2 separate regions of the Oryctolagus cuniculus genome follow, and region 1 is linked to region 2. Evidence: chromatin contacts called from public Micro-C data. All regions are on one chromosome and are shown on one strand. The core of a region is the stretch at or near the end of the contact, and the rest is flanking DNA. Distances in the headings are between cores, read along the strand shown. Region 1 holds the start of EFCAB2 (EF-hand calcium binding domain 2). Region 2 holds the start of ADSS2 (adenylosuccinate synthase 2).

What was found. Hi-C and Micro-C count contacts between places; a contact is called where the count stands out from the background.
Region 1: a contact with region 2 is called in a Micro-C map of ear pinna, with 5 times the contacts expected there. The contact joins the promoter of EFCAB2 here to the promoter of ADSS2 in region 2. A contact is called at or near these places in 2 of 6 Hi-C or Micro-C datasets (ear pinna and an unstated tissue).

What each region holds. Positions count from the first base shown.
Region 1 is chr13:64,974,777-64,980,567 of mOryCun1.1, reverse strand. EFCAB2 (EF-hand calcium binding domain 2) reads right to left here and starts at 2,542. Exons shown (of 7, transcript XM_008268166.4): 1 at 1,525-2,542. The coding sequence starts at 1,543.
Region 2 is chr13:64,417,832-64,423,770 of mOryCun1.1, reverse strand. It overlaps ADSS2 (adenylosuccinate synthase 2), which reads left to right and starts at 4,628. Exons shown (of 13, transcript XM_070055619.1): 1 at 4,628-4,950. The coding sequence starts at 4,768. CATSPERE (catsper channel auxiliary subunit epsilon) reads right to left here and starts at 2,317. Exons shown (of 22, transcript XM_070055618.1): 1 at 2,027-2,317. The coding sequence starts at 2,091.

The DNA of each region.
Region 1 (5,791 bases), core at 1,293-3,792, 560 kb before region 2:
GACCTCGATGTCCTTGTCATCTGTGTTGAATCTGCCTTCCATAGGACAAGCATTAAACAAATGACAACTGAATAAAAGACAGCCAGCTTTCACCACTTATTACTTCTTCTATGGTTATACACATAACTACATCTTCATCCAAATTAATTTTCAACAGAAAAAAGTATTCGTTGAAAACTGAAAAAAATGGGAAGCTCCCAACCTCTTTAAAAAAAAATTTTTAGGTTGATCAGATTTAAAAAAAAAAATCTGTGATGATTTTTCTCCTTTTTGGTACATAATAACAATAGATCAAAATAACATCCCGTTTTCTGGGTTAAGTCTTGCTAAAAGCAAAATGAATAAAATAAGCCTGCCTTCCCGGATTACTATAAAAATCAGTATGCCTGTCATCAAGTAAGTAGGCCTTTGGCACGGTTTCACGTTTGTCTGCGCAGATCTTCTGGGCTCACCATGACTGGGGAGCTCACGTAAACCCTAGCTGTGAGCCCAAACTACCTTTGTTCTTTGATTTAAAAAAAAAAAAAAATAGAGCTTTTCTGAAGGCTCCAAAAAGGAAACCAAAGTAGAGTGTGATTTTTCACTTCTAAGATGTTCGATTCTACGGTCTCGTAATTCTTTCGGTGTTTTTGCCAATTATCAAACAATTATTTTGGCGTGACTAAGAGGACGGTTAACCGAGGACCCGATTTTAAATCACAGCCCTGAATTAAAGACAACGTCCGGGCCCTTGAAAACTAAACGTGGATGTTAGGGATCCGCGGCTCCGCACGGGCAACACATCAATCCTCTCGGCCCGCCGCAACCCGGCCAGACCGCCCCGCGCACCGCGGCGCAAGCGCGGCCCCGCCCGCTCTCGCTTTTTCCCTCTTTATGAACAGCTGCGTGGGCCGTTACTGTTTCTGTGTTTTTAAGATGCCGGACGAGGTGCAGCCCCGAGTCCCACCACCAGAGAGGCGCGGCAGGAGCGGCTGTGACCCCGAGGCCGTCCTCTCGCGTCCTCACCGAGGCGGCAAGATGGTGGCCGCAAACGCCATCCAGCCGGGGCCGGGGCGGGGCTTCAGCGCGGGCTGAGCGGACTCCGCCAGATTTGGGCGGCCAGAACCCGTCCCCGGCCAGGCCGGCCCCCCGGTGCCCACAGCCGGGACAGCTGCTGGTGTGGCGCCTGCGGCAGCGAGACCCCGACCAGGGTGTGGAGGCGGCGGCGGCGACCGTGAACAACGACGCCATTATCAGCGTCCGCGGGCCGGCGCCTCCTCCGCAGCCCGCGCTGCAGCAGGCCGGGCCTCCGCGGGCGGGGGAGGAGGACGCCGCTGGCGGGGGCGGGGGAGGGGAGGGGAGGGGCGGGGCCCGGCGGCGGCCCGGGCGGGCTGCGGGGCCGGGGGCGGGAGGGCACCCTCCGGAGGCCACCCTTTTCCCGCGGCAGGGACAAGATGGAGGGTGGCCCGCCCCTCCCCGGCCGGGACAGCCCCGGGTCGCAGCGGGCGACGAGGGCAGCCCTCCCCTCGGCGCGCCTACCTGTACCTTCTCTATCATCCGCCATCTTGTAGCCGCGCCGGTCGCCGGGGAGAAGCCCACCGTTAACGGTTAACGTCGGTCCCGGCGTCCTTGCCCCCTGCGGGTCCCCTCCCCCGCGCACCCCCGCGCACCCTGGAGGCGGGGTGGCTCGGAATCGTGGGGAAGGAAGACCCCGGGCGGCGGTAGAGGGAACACTGGGAGCTGGCGCGCTTCCCGCCACGACCCTCGGGCGCGCGCGCCGCCGGCGGGTCGGCCGTTGGACCCGGTGTCGCCCTCCAGCCCGGGGGCCCGAGCCCGGGGACTTTGGGTCTAGGGGAGTTTATTTCACAAGGTTCCGGGCCCCTCCTTTCTCACCCCTTGGGGGCCGCGCGCGCACAGAGTGCTCGCCCCCTCCCCTCGTGTTTGCAAGACGTGGCGTTGCTTTTTTTTTTTTTTTCTTTTCCCCAAACTGCCGATTTGGAAACGCAGCCAGAGCTGCTGGGTGAAGAGCTCAGCTCCTGGGGGGGTAAGGGGGGCAGACCCGAGCCGCCCTCCAGCCTCCTCCCTCCCCATTCACAGCCGCGCTGGTCCCCCGGTCCGCGCCGCCCTGTCCCGGAGCGAGCGAGCCAGCGAGCGCCCCGCCGCCTGTGAGAACTGGGGCTGCAACGGAAAAACTGGGCCGGGCGCAAGAGGAAACCAGAGCCATTCGACTATTATTACTGCGGGAGAGGAGTCGCTGTAGAAAAACATGTGCAAAATACGCGCAAACATTGCGTCGTCAAGGCTGCGATGCCTGATACAAAATAGAAGGTTCTCCTAGCAACAAAAATGGGGCTGGGTTGTGCTCGGTGTTGCATACGTTTAAATGTGTTTTTTTCTGGTGAAATCTGGCTTGACCTGCGTTGTTATCATAGGAGTTTTCAAAAGTGCTTTCCTGAAACTCGGCAGCTGTGACAGTGTCATGGCAGTTTTTTTCTTTTTAGGCTATGTTCACTAGGATATTTTCTTCTGAAAAAGAGCTTTCAATAAAATCCTGATGATGTGTTTCAAACGAGTCATTTATTCAAACTATTTCAATGTGTATGTATTTCAGTGTGTATGTGTATGTGCTAAACAATTTGTAACATAAAACTGATTTATAAACCGGTAACCATAACTTTTTAAGAGGCCTTCGAAATACAACATATTTAATGATTTTATTAACAGTTTTTAGTGCTCCTTTTATTCTGGTTCTGTAATCTGAGTAAGCCCTAAAGCAAACTGACTGTATTCTTCATTATAAAAATACACATTTGGGGGGATGGTGTTGTGACACAGCGCATAAAGCCACCACCTGTCTCATAGGGGCTCTGGTTCAAGTCCCAGCTGCTCCAATTCCAATCCAGCTCCCTGCAAATCAACCTGGGAAAGCAGCAGTTGGCCCAGGTGTTTGGGCTCCTGCCATTTAATGAGGGAGGCTGGGTTGAAGCACCTGGCTCCTGGCTTTGGCCTGGCCTAGCCCCAGCCATTGCAGCCATCTAGGGAGTGAATCAGCATGTCTCCCTCTAAGTAACTTTCATATAAATAAATCCTTTAAAAAATGCATTTTCCTATTGAAGATATCATTTGGTGCTGTGATCAGCATTCTGTGTGAATTTGAATATAAACAATTGAATCATCACAAAATAGCTTGTATTGGAAGATAAATGCTTACATAAAATGATTCCAATTGTATATAGTATGTTCTTAATACCCAGAAATACTCATTAACATTCATTTATATTTAAATCCTACACTCATTGTGTGCTAATTATTTATTTTTAAAGGCTCTCCATATAAATAAGGAAGGGTTTGAAGAAAGTAGGAAACTCCAAATCTGCTCTCGGGCTCACTTGTCACTGCTCTGGCTTTGCTTAGCTGTTGGCAGGCTTTTTTCTTTCTGGAATGCCTGTCCCCAGCTCTCCGTGCACCAGCAGGCACTCTCCCACAAACTGCTGTCCCCTGCTGCTTGTCCTGCTGATGACCTTCAAGGTCACCTACTCCTTCAAGTTTGCCCTCTCAACCCCTTCCTCAGGGAGCTTCTCACGCTGATTTGCTATGGCTTTCCTCCCTCCAGAGGAGGGAACTGCTTCACTCAGCCATATGTCCCTGGTGCCTGGAACAACTCCTCAGTTTTTTTATCTCAAATAATACATAGATCAACAATTAAGAATTAGTCTTCACGGGGACTTGTTGAGAAGATCCACATCTACAACATTCATTGCAAGTAAGGCAGTTTGTCCATTTGCATTGTATTTTTTTGTGTGTAAGTATTGGCAGTACAGGTTAATAAGAATGAAACCCTGAGCCGGCGCCGTGGCTCACTAGGCTAATCCTCCACCTTGCGGCGCCAGCACACCCGGTTCTAGTCCCGGTCGGGGCGCCGGATTCTGTCCCGGTTGCCCCTCTTGCAGGCCAGCTCTCTGCTGTGGCCAGGGAGTGCAGTGGAGGATGGCACAAGTGCTTGGGCCCTGTACCCCATGGGAGACCAGGAGAAGCACCTGGCTCCTGGCTCCTGCCATTGGATCAGTGCGGTGCGCCGGCCGCGGTGCGCCAGCCGCCGCGGCCATTGGAGGGTGAACCAACGGCAAAGGAAGACCTTTCTCTCTCTCTCTCTCTCTCTCTCTCTCTCACTGTCCACTCTGCCTGTCAAAAAAAAAAAAAAATGAATGAAACTCTTATACTCTTATATAAAAATTTAAAAGCTCAATTTATTATTCTAAGAGTTGAACTGTGTTGTGGCCCAGCGGGTTAAGCCACTGCTTGTGACACCTGCTCCCATATTGGGAGCACTAGGGTCCCAGCCGCTCTGCCTCAGAGTCAGCCCCCTGCTAATGCACCTGGGAAAGCAATGGAAAGTGGCCCAAGTGCTTGGGGCCCTGCACCCTTGTGGGAGACCCGGAAGAAGCAAGCCTGGCCCAGTTCCAGCCATTGAGGCCATTTGGTGAGTGAACCAGCAAATGAAATTTCTCTCTCCTGTCACTCTGCCCTTCAAATAAATAAATAAATCTTTAAAAAAAAAAAAAAAACAGATTTCTCTGCAAACTCCTCCCACAATATTTTTAGCTATTTTACTAAATTTAATCACCAAAGCTTTTTAAGTTACTCCAAACCACATCAATCTTTGCTTCTCAACTCCTAGAGCACATTTACCATACTGTTGCTCCAGGCTTCAGTGAGTAAAAAAAAAAAAAAAAAAAAAAAAAAGTAAATTAACTAACCCCCCTCATTAGTTTTGAAGACCAGAGCTTAATCTTTCACACCTTTTCTATATCCTCAGTACCCAGCCTAACTGGGGACATGCTTAGGACATACTTCTCAACTACTTAATTAGCTGATTACACATAAAAGTACACAATGCTGAAAATATTTCCAGATAAAAATGATTACCCAAATAGTAAAATAAAGGTCCACAGTGCCATTGAGAAATCATCTGCATTATGCTGATCTTTTTTTTTTTCTTTATTTATTTGAAAGAGTGACAGAGGGGGGCCGGCGCTGTGGTGTAGCAGGTTAAGACACCACCTGGGGCCGGCACTGTGGTGCAGTGGGTTGACACCCTGGCCTGAAGCACTGGCATCCCATATGGACGCCAGTTTGAGACCCGGCTGCTCCACTTCCTGTCCAGTTCTCTGCTAAGGCCCAGGAAAGCAGTGGAGGATGGCCCAAGTCCTTGGGGCCCTGCACCCACATGGGAGACCCGGAAGAAGCTCCTGGCTCCTGGCTTCAGATCGGCGCAGCTCCAGCCATTGCAACCAGCTGGGGAGTGAACCAGCAGATGGAAGGCCTCTCTCTCTCTCTCTCTGCCTCTCCTCTCTCTGTGTAACTCTTTCAAAATAAATAAATAAATCTTAAAAAAAAAAAAAAAAAAAGCACCACCTGTGATGTCAACATCCTGTATGGGTGCCAGTTCGAGTCTTGGCTTCTCCACTTATAATCCACCTCCCTGCTAATGTGCCTGGGAAAGTATTGGAGGATGGCCCAGTTATTAGGCCCCTGCACCCGTGTGGGAGACACAGAAGAAGCTCCTGGCTCCTGGCTTCAGCCTGGCCCAGTCCTGGCTATTGCAGCCACTTGAGGAGTGAACCAATGGATGGAAGAGCTAGCTCGCGCTCTCTCTCTCTCTCTCTCTCCCCCTCTCTTTGTAACTCTACCTTTCAAATGAATAAAATAAATATTTACAAAGAGAGAGACAGAGAGACAGAGAGATCTTCCATTTGCTGGTTCACTCCCCAAATGGCTGCAATGGCCAGAGCTGGCCCAGGCTGAAGCCAGG
Region 2 (5,939 bases), core at 3,379-5,878:
TTGTCGTATTTTTATTGGCACACAGCCACACCCATTTGTCCACCATTGTTGGTGTGTGCTGTCTCCTCCTAGGACAGATTTGAGTAGCTGTAACATAAATGGCATTGTCTGAAAAGCCTAAAATATTTACTGTCTGGTCTCTTGTAGAAACGTTTGGTGACTTGGGGTGTTCAACATAACAAAAGCTTATAAACGGGTTCAGGGGCTGTCCTTAGGAACATCAGGTGTCACTATTTATCGATCCATTGCTTGCTTGTGCTAAGAACTCTAACCATACTCCTATCATTGCAGCCAAGCCTCACAACAACCCTATGGTTTCATTATCTTCGTTGCTGGGGTCAGTGCTGTGGCCACACAGGTTAAGCCACTTGAGCACCAGTTCAACTCCTGGCTGTTCCACATCCAATCCAGCTCCCCCGTTATGCACCTGGGAACCTGGGAAGGCAGCAACAGATGGCCCAGGTGCTTGGGCTCCTGCCACCCACATAGAAGACCCAGGTGGAATTCCAGGATCCTGGTTTTGGCCTTTTGGCCATTTGGGGAGTGAACCAGCAGATGGAAGACTGCTCACTCTTTCTGTCTACCCACTCCTCTGCCTCTGGAACTCTTCCTTTCAAATGAACAAATCTTTTTTAAAAATTATCTTCATTATCCAGAAAACAAAATGAACTTAACAAAATTCTGTCAAAATGCAACATTTTTTCTCTTACTCATTACTTCATTGACTCATTTATTTATTTGAAAGGCAGAGAGACAGAGAGAGGAAGAGGCACAGAAAGAAAGTAAGAAGGAGTGGGGGGCCTGTGTGTGTGAGAGAGACAAACAGACAGAGAGACAAACCTTCCATTAGCTGACTCACTCCCCAAATGGCCTCAACAGCCAAGCTGAAGCCAGGAACCCATCCTAGTCTCCCACATCGGTGGCAGGTGGCTGAGCATTTGGGCCATCATGTGCTGATTCCTTAGGCACATTAGCAGGAAGTTGGTTTGGGAGTGGTGTAGCCATGCCTCCCACCAGTACTCTTGATATTACATGCCGGTGCAGCAAATGGCAGTGAAACCCACTGTACCACAATGCTGGTTCCTACTATTACTTTTTATTTGATCTCTTCTTTCTAATGAGATGTCTCTTCCCTCTGAAACCACTACCATGGTTTGATTTATTAGTATTCTTAACCTTTTATGTTACAGGCAATGATTATCAGTATGGTGAAAACAGAATATTCATAGGATGTGATTTTTCTGGTTAATCATCTGTGTTTTAACATATAGTGAAAAATATTTCTAAAATTGCAATATATATTTATTTATTTAAGAGGCAAAGGGACAGACAGAAAGACCTGTCATCCTTGGTTCACTCCCCAAATACCCACAAGGGCCAGGGCTGGGTCATTTCCAAGCCAGCAGCGCAGAATTCAGGTCTGTCGCGTGGATGGCGGGATCTAACTACTTGAGCCATTACCTGCTGCCTCCCAGATTCTGTATTAGCAGGAGGCTGGGATGGGAAGTAGAGCTAGGACTTGAACCCCAGGCGCTCCTGTATGGGATGCGCCAGTCCAAGTGCAGTCAGTCTTAACCACTGAGCCAAAAGCCGGCCATCTAAAACAATTCCATACCCTTTGCAACGCTGCCAGCACTACATACTGAACAACAGTCAAATTTGCCTGGTGAATCTTCCAGAACTTGGAGCACGTTACCCCCAGAGTCAACGCACCTTCCATTTGCATGGTGGTTATGTTTTAGAAAGCAACTACTCGGCCTAGGCTGCTGGTTCCCCCTAGCTGCCTTGGGATAGTGCCTCCTCCCTGCCCACTGCCAGAGCCTTCCTGGTTCCCATTCACTGTTCTCCTCTAGGGCCCAGGGGTCCCGCAGCGGGAAAGCAGAATCCCTAAGGGCTCTTGGCGGGCCAGGGGCCAGCAACACCAAGGCCCCGCAACACCAAGGCCCCGCAACACCCTCTGGCACGAGGACTGCCAGGGCGAGCGGGCCGTGGACTCACGGGGTGCGGGAACGGGGCGTCTCTCTACCTCCACAAGGCCCAGCCACAGCAGCTCAGCCACGACAGCAGCACCGCCACTCCCGGGGTCGCCATGGCACCGGCTTCACCTCGGCCCAACGGCCTCACCAGTGCCCGTTGGGCTCCGCGCGGTGGCGGGGCTGCGGGCTGCACAGGCGCGCCAGGGCAGGGGCACGTGTCCAGCCGCGCGAGGAAGTGTGCGGAGGCCGGACGGCTGGCGGGAGCGCGCAAGTGTAAACCAGGTTTGCGGAAAGGCGTGACTCTGGCGTCTTCTGAGTGTAGGTTTTCGCCCAGTTCTTCCCGAGACTCCAGCACCACTGCCATAGCAAAGGCGTTCCTGCAGAGCGTGCCAGGGAGCAAAGCGTGCTGCCACAGACTTCTAAAGGGAGCAGAGCTGAAGAGTAATGCGTTGCTTATTGAGCACCTACTGCATGCTCAACACTGGGCACTTGCTACAATCTGCTGTGACCTGGGAAAGCAGTAGAAGGTGGCCCAAGTCCTTGGGCCCCTGCACCCGCGTGGGAGACCCAGAGGAAGCTCCTGGCTCCTGGCTTCAGACTGGAACAGCTCTGATCGTTGTGACCAATTGGGGAGTGAACCAGTGGACACCTCTCTCTCTCTCTCTCTCTCTCTCTCTCTGCCTCTCCTTCTCTTCTGTGTAACTCTTTCAAGTAAAATAAATAAATCTTAAAAAAAAATACTGAAACGCCTTGAAAGATCATTAGAGAATGTGGTGTCGTATATGATTTGGGAGACACTACATATGACACGATTCTATTCCCACCTTTTCCCAAGCAATTTTTATCTTAATGAGATGTGTAGTTAATTTCTGTGCAACTGAAAGGGTCAACAGTAGACATACTCTATAATCTAGCACTGAAAGGCACTTAGAAGTAATGAGTAGGCTATTCAGTAAGGGACTGGGCTCTGGGCTCTGTCTAGGTACCAATTCACAGCCCACTGCATCAAGTTACCTAGCTTTTATTAAAATGTTTTGTAATGTTTATTTTTATGTACTTCAAAGGCAGAATGAGAGAGAGAGAGAGAGACAGAAAGAGAGAGAGAGAGAAAGAAGTATCTTTCATCTACCCATATACTTCCCAAATGATCATAACAGTGAGAGCTGGGCCAGGCCAAACGTAGGAGGCAGGAACTCTCTCTGGGTCTCCCACGTGGGTGGGCAGGGGATCAAGCTCTGGAAGCATCATCTGCTACCTCTCAGGATACATTAGTAGGAAGCTGGATTGGAAGAACAACAGCTGGGACTCCAACTGGCACTCTAATGTGGGATATAGGTGTCCCAAGAAGTTGCTTAACCAGCTGTGCAACAGCTCCATTTTTTAATTAAAAACACATTGACTTGAAAACAAAACAAAACAAAAATTATTTATTTGGAAAGTTGAAAGGGAGGGAGGCAGGGGGAGGAGAGAGAGAGAGAGAGAGAGAGAGAGAATTTCCTCTAGTGGTTTATTCCTCAAATACCTACAATATCTGGGGCTGCAGCAGGCTGAAACCAGCACCCTGGCACTCAACGCAGGTCTGTCACATGGGCGCTAGCACAAGCACCTGCACCATCACTTGCTGCCTTCCAGGAACCACGTTAGCAGTGAGGCGGGCTGGGAAGCTAAGCCAGGCACTCAGATATGGAATGTGGGCATCGCAAACAGCATCTTTACTGCTGCTCCAAATGCCTACCTAGCGACCTCGCTTTCATCCTGCAAAATAAGGATAAGATAGTATCACCTACCGTATCTGCAAGGTTGTGAGGAATTCAGAATTTCATCATAGTACAGGAGCACTTGAAGAAGCTCGTGGAAAATGTGTTATGAAAAAACTATGCAAGGATTTCAAAATTTTTTGCGCCATCATAAACTAGCGCTTTACCTCCATTTTTCTATGACCTTACTGGTGTACTCTCATCTGTACATAATTAACAGATAATTCCTTCCTCTCGGAGCCTGAGCCTTTATCACTAACGTGTAGCATAAGAAGGGTAAGGGCTCTACTTGATCTCTAGATTTCCTGAGCTAATATCCTGTGCCTTACTTTTGAGTTTGCCCTTTTTGACCTGTGCCTCCATCTCTGCTCTTACTGTGGAATTTTACTTTCCATCCCTGAAGGTACACGTTCTCATTTCTTGTTTGCATTTTAAAATCGCACCTTTTTCATTCTATGTACAGTATCTCAGCCCTTAATAGAAATCAATCTTTTAAAACAAAAACGAACGTTTCCAGAGACGGAAACCGGCAGATGGCAGACACCGGGACACCGGGGCACGGGACTACGGCGCCGCAGCCCAGAGCGCTGCATGCCGGGAGCTGTAGTCCGACGCACCTCCGCGCCTCTGAAGTTTGAAAGCGGGAGGACGGGGGAGTGGGCGGGGCGTTGGAGGTGAAGCGCGACTGAAGCCCCGCCCCTGCCCCTTCCGCTCGCGGGGTCCGCGCTGGAGTGGCGCGCCTGGCCGCGGAAGGGGCGCGGCCTCGGCCCCGGGGTGGCGGGCTTGTTGTGCGGGTGGTGCTGCCGAGGTTGGCCTGCGCGGGGCAGTCGTGGTCGCCCCGTGAGCGGGCCGCGGCGGAGAGCGGGGCGGGGCCTGGCTGGAGGGTGGCGGCCCGGCGGGGCGGGGGCGGGGGCGGGGCCGGCCTCTGGCTCCTTCTTCCTCCGCATGTGGCTGGCGGCCGCAGAGCGGTTTAGTTCGCGCACTCCTCGTTGGCCGCGTCCCCTTCGGGCTGTCCTCGCCGCCTCAGCGGAGCCATGGCGTTCGCCGAGACCAACCCGGCAGCATCCTCCCTGCCCAACGGCGACTGCGGCCGGCCCAGGGCGCAGCCGGGAGGCAATCGGGTGACGGTGGTGCTCGGCGCGCAGTGGGGTGACGAAGGCAAAGGGAAGGTGGTGGATCTGCTGGCGCAGGACGCCGACATCGTGTGCCGCTGCCAGGTAAGGCGGCGCGGCTCTGACCGCGAAGCCGGGCCCGGGAGCCGCGGCTTCCTGGCCGCTGGGCTTCTGGTGCCCGGGAACTCGGGCCCAGAACCCAGATCTGCCGGCCAAAAAGGAGGTGTCACCTTGAGGTTCTCTGCTCTTGCTGTGAGCTGCGGCGACAAGCAGAAATGGCGGGAGGTCAGGGACCCCCCCCCCCCCCAACCTGGAGTCTCGGGTGAAGCTCTGGGTGGCTCTGGAGGACAATGCGGCTGACGGGGGATCTTCGATAGACGCGCGGTGCCTGGGAGTTGCAGATTTCGGTGTGGGGACCGGTGCCCGGTTCGGAGACTGGGGCCGGGCGCGGGGTGGGATGCGGTCGGAGTTTGAGGAGCTACCGCCCGAGGCCTGCTCCCGACTCCGGGCGGGGACGGGGCGGGAACCAGGCGCGGCCGCAGAACCTGCCCATCACCCACCCATCCAGGGCGGCCAAGTGGGAGTGGATTTTTTCCAAAATGCCCTGAAATCCAGACTCACCGTTGCCCCACCTGCAGGCCCCGGCAGTGCCGAGTGCTGCCTTCTCAGGTCTACTTTGTTGACATCAGAACCCACCTTCTGGGCTTTGGACTGTTAAAGGGCCCTGTGGGGTTTTGTTTACGTTTGCAGGAGAGATTCTTTACTCTGTGTTCCCAGAAGAAGGGAATCCCCGCTCTGTTACAAAGTGAGGCAAGGAAATACATGGATGTCACATCGGGCATTTGGAACTGTTTACAGTGTCACAGTCACATCGAAAGTTCCCTTCAGGGAAACCGAGTGGTAATGCACTTCCTACCGGGAGACACGTGGTTTTCAGCGTTAAGTTTTCTTCCTATTTGTCGTTCCTCTTGAAGCAGCCTGGTGGCTAGACCTTTGGAAAGGCCCTCAGTTAACCAGCCCCAATTTCAAAATCAGAAATCGATGAGAAATCCTTTTCTGAAACCAAATGTAATCTTTGGAATTAACTATAGCCT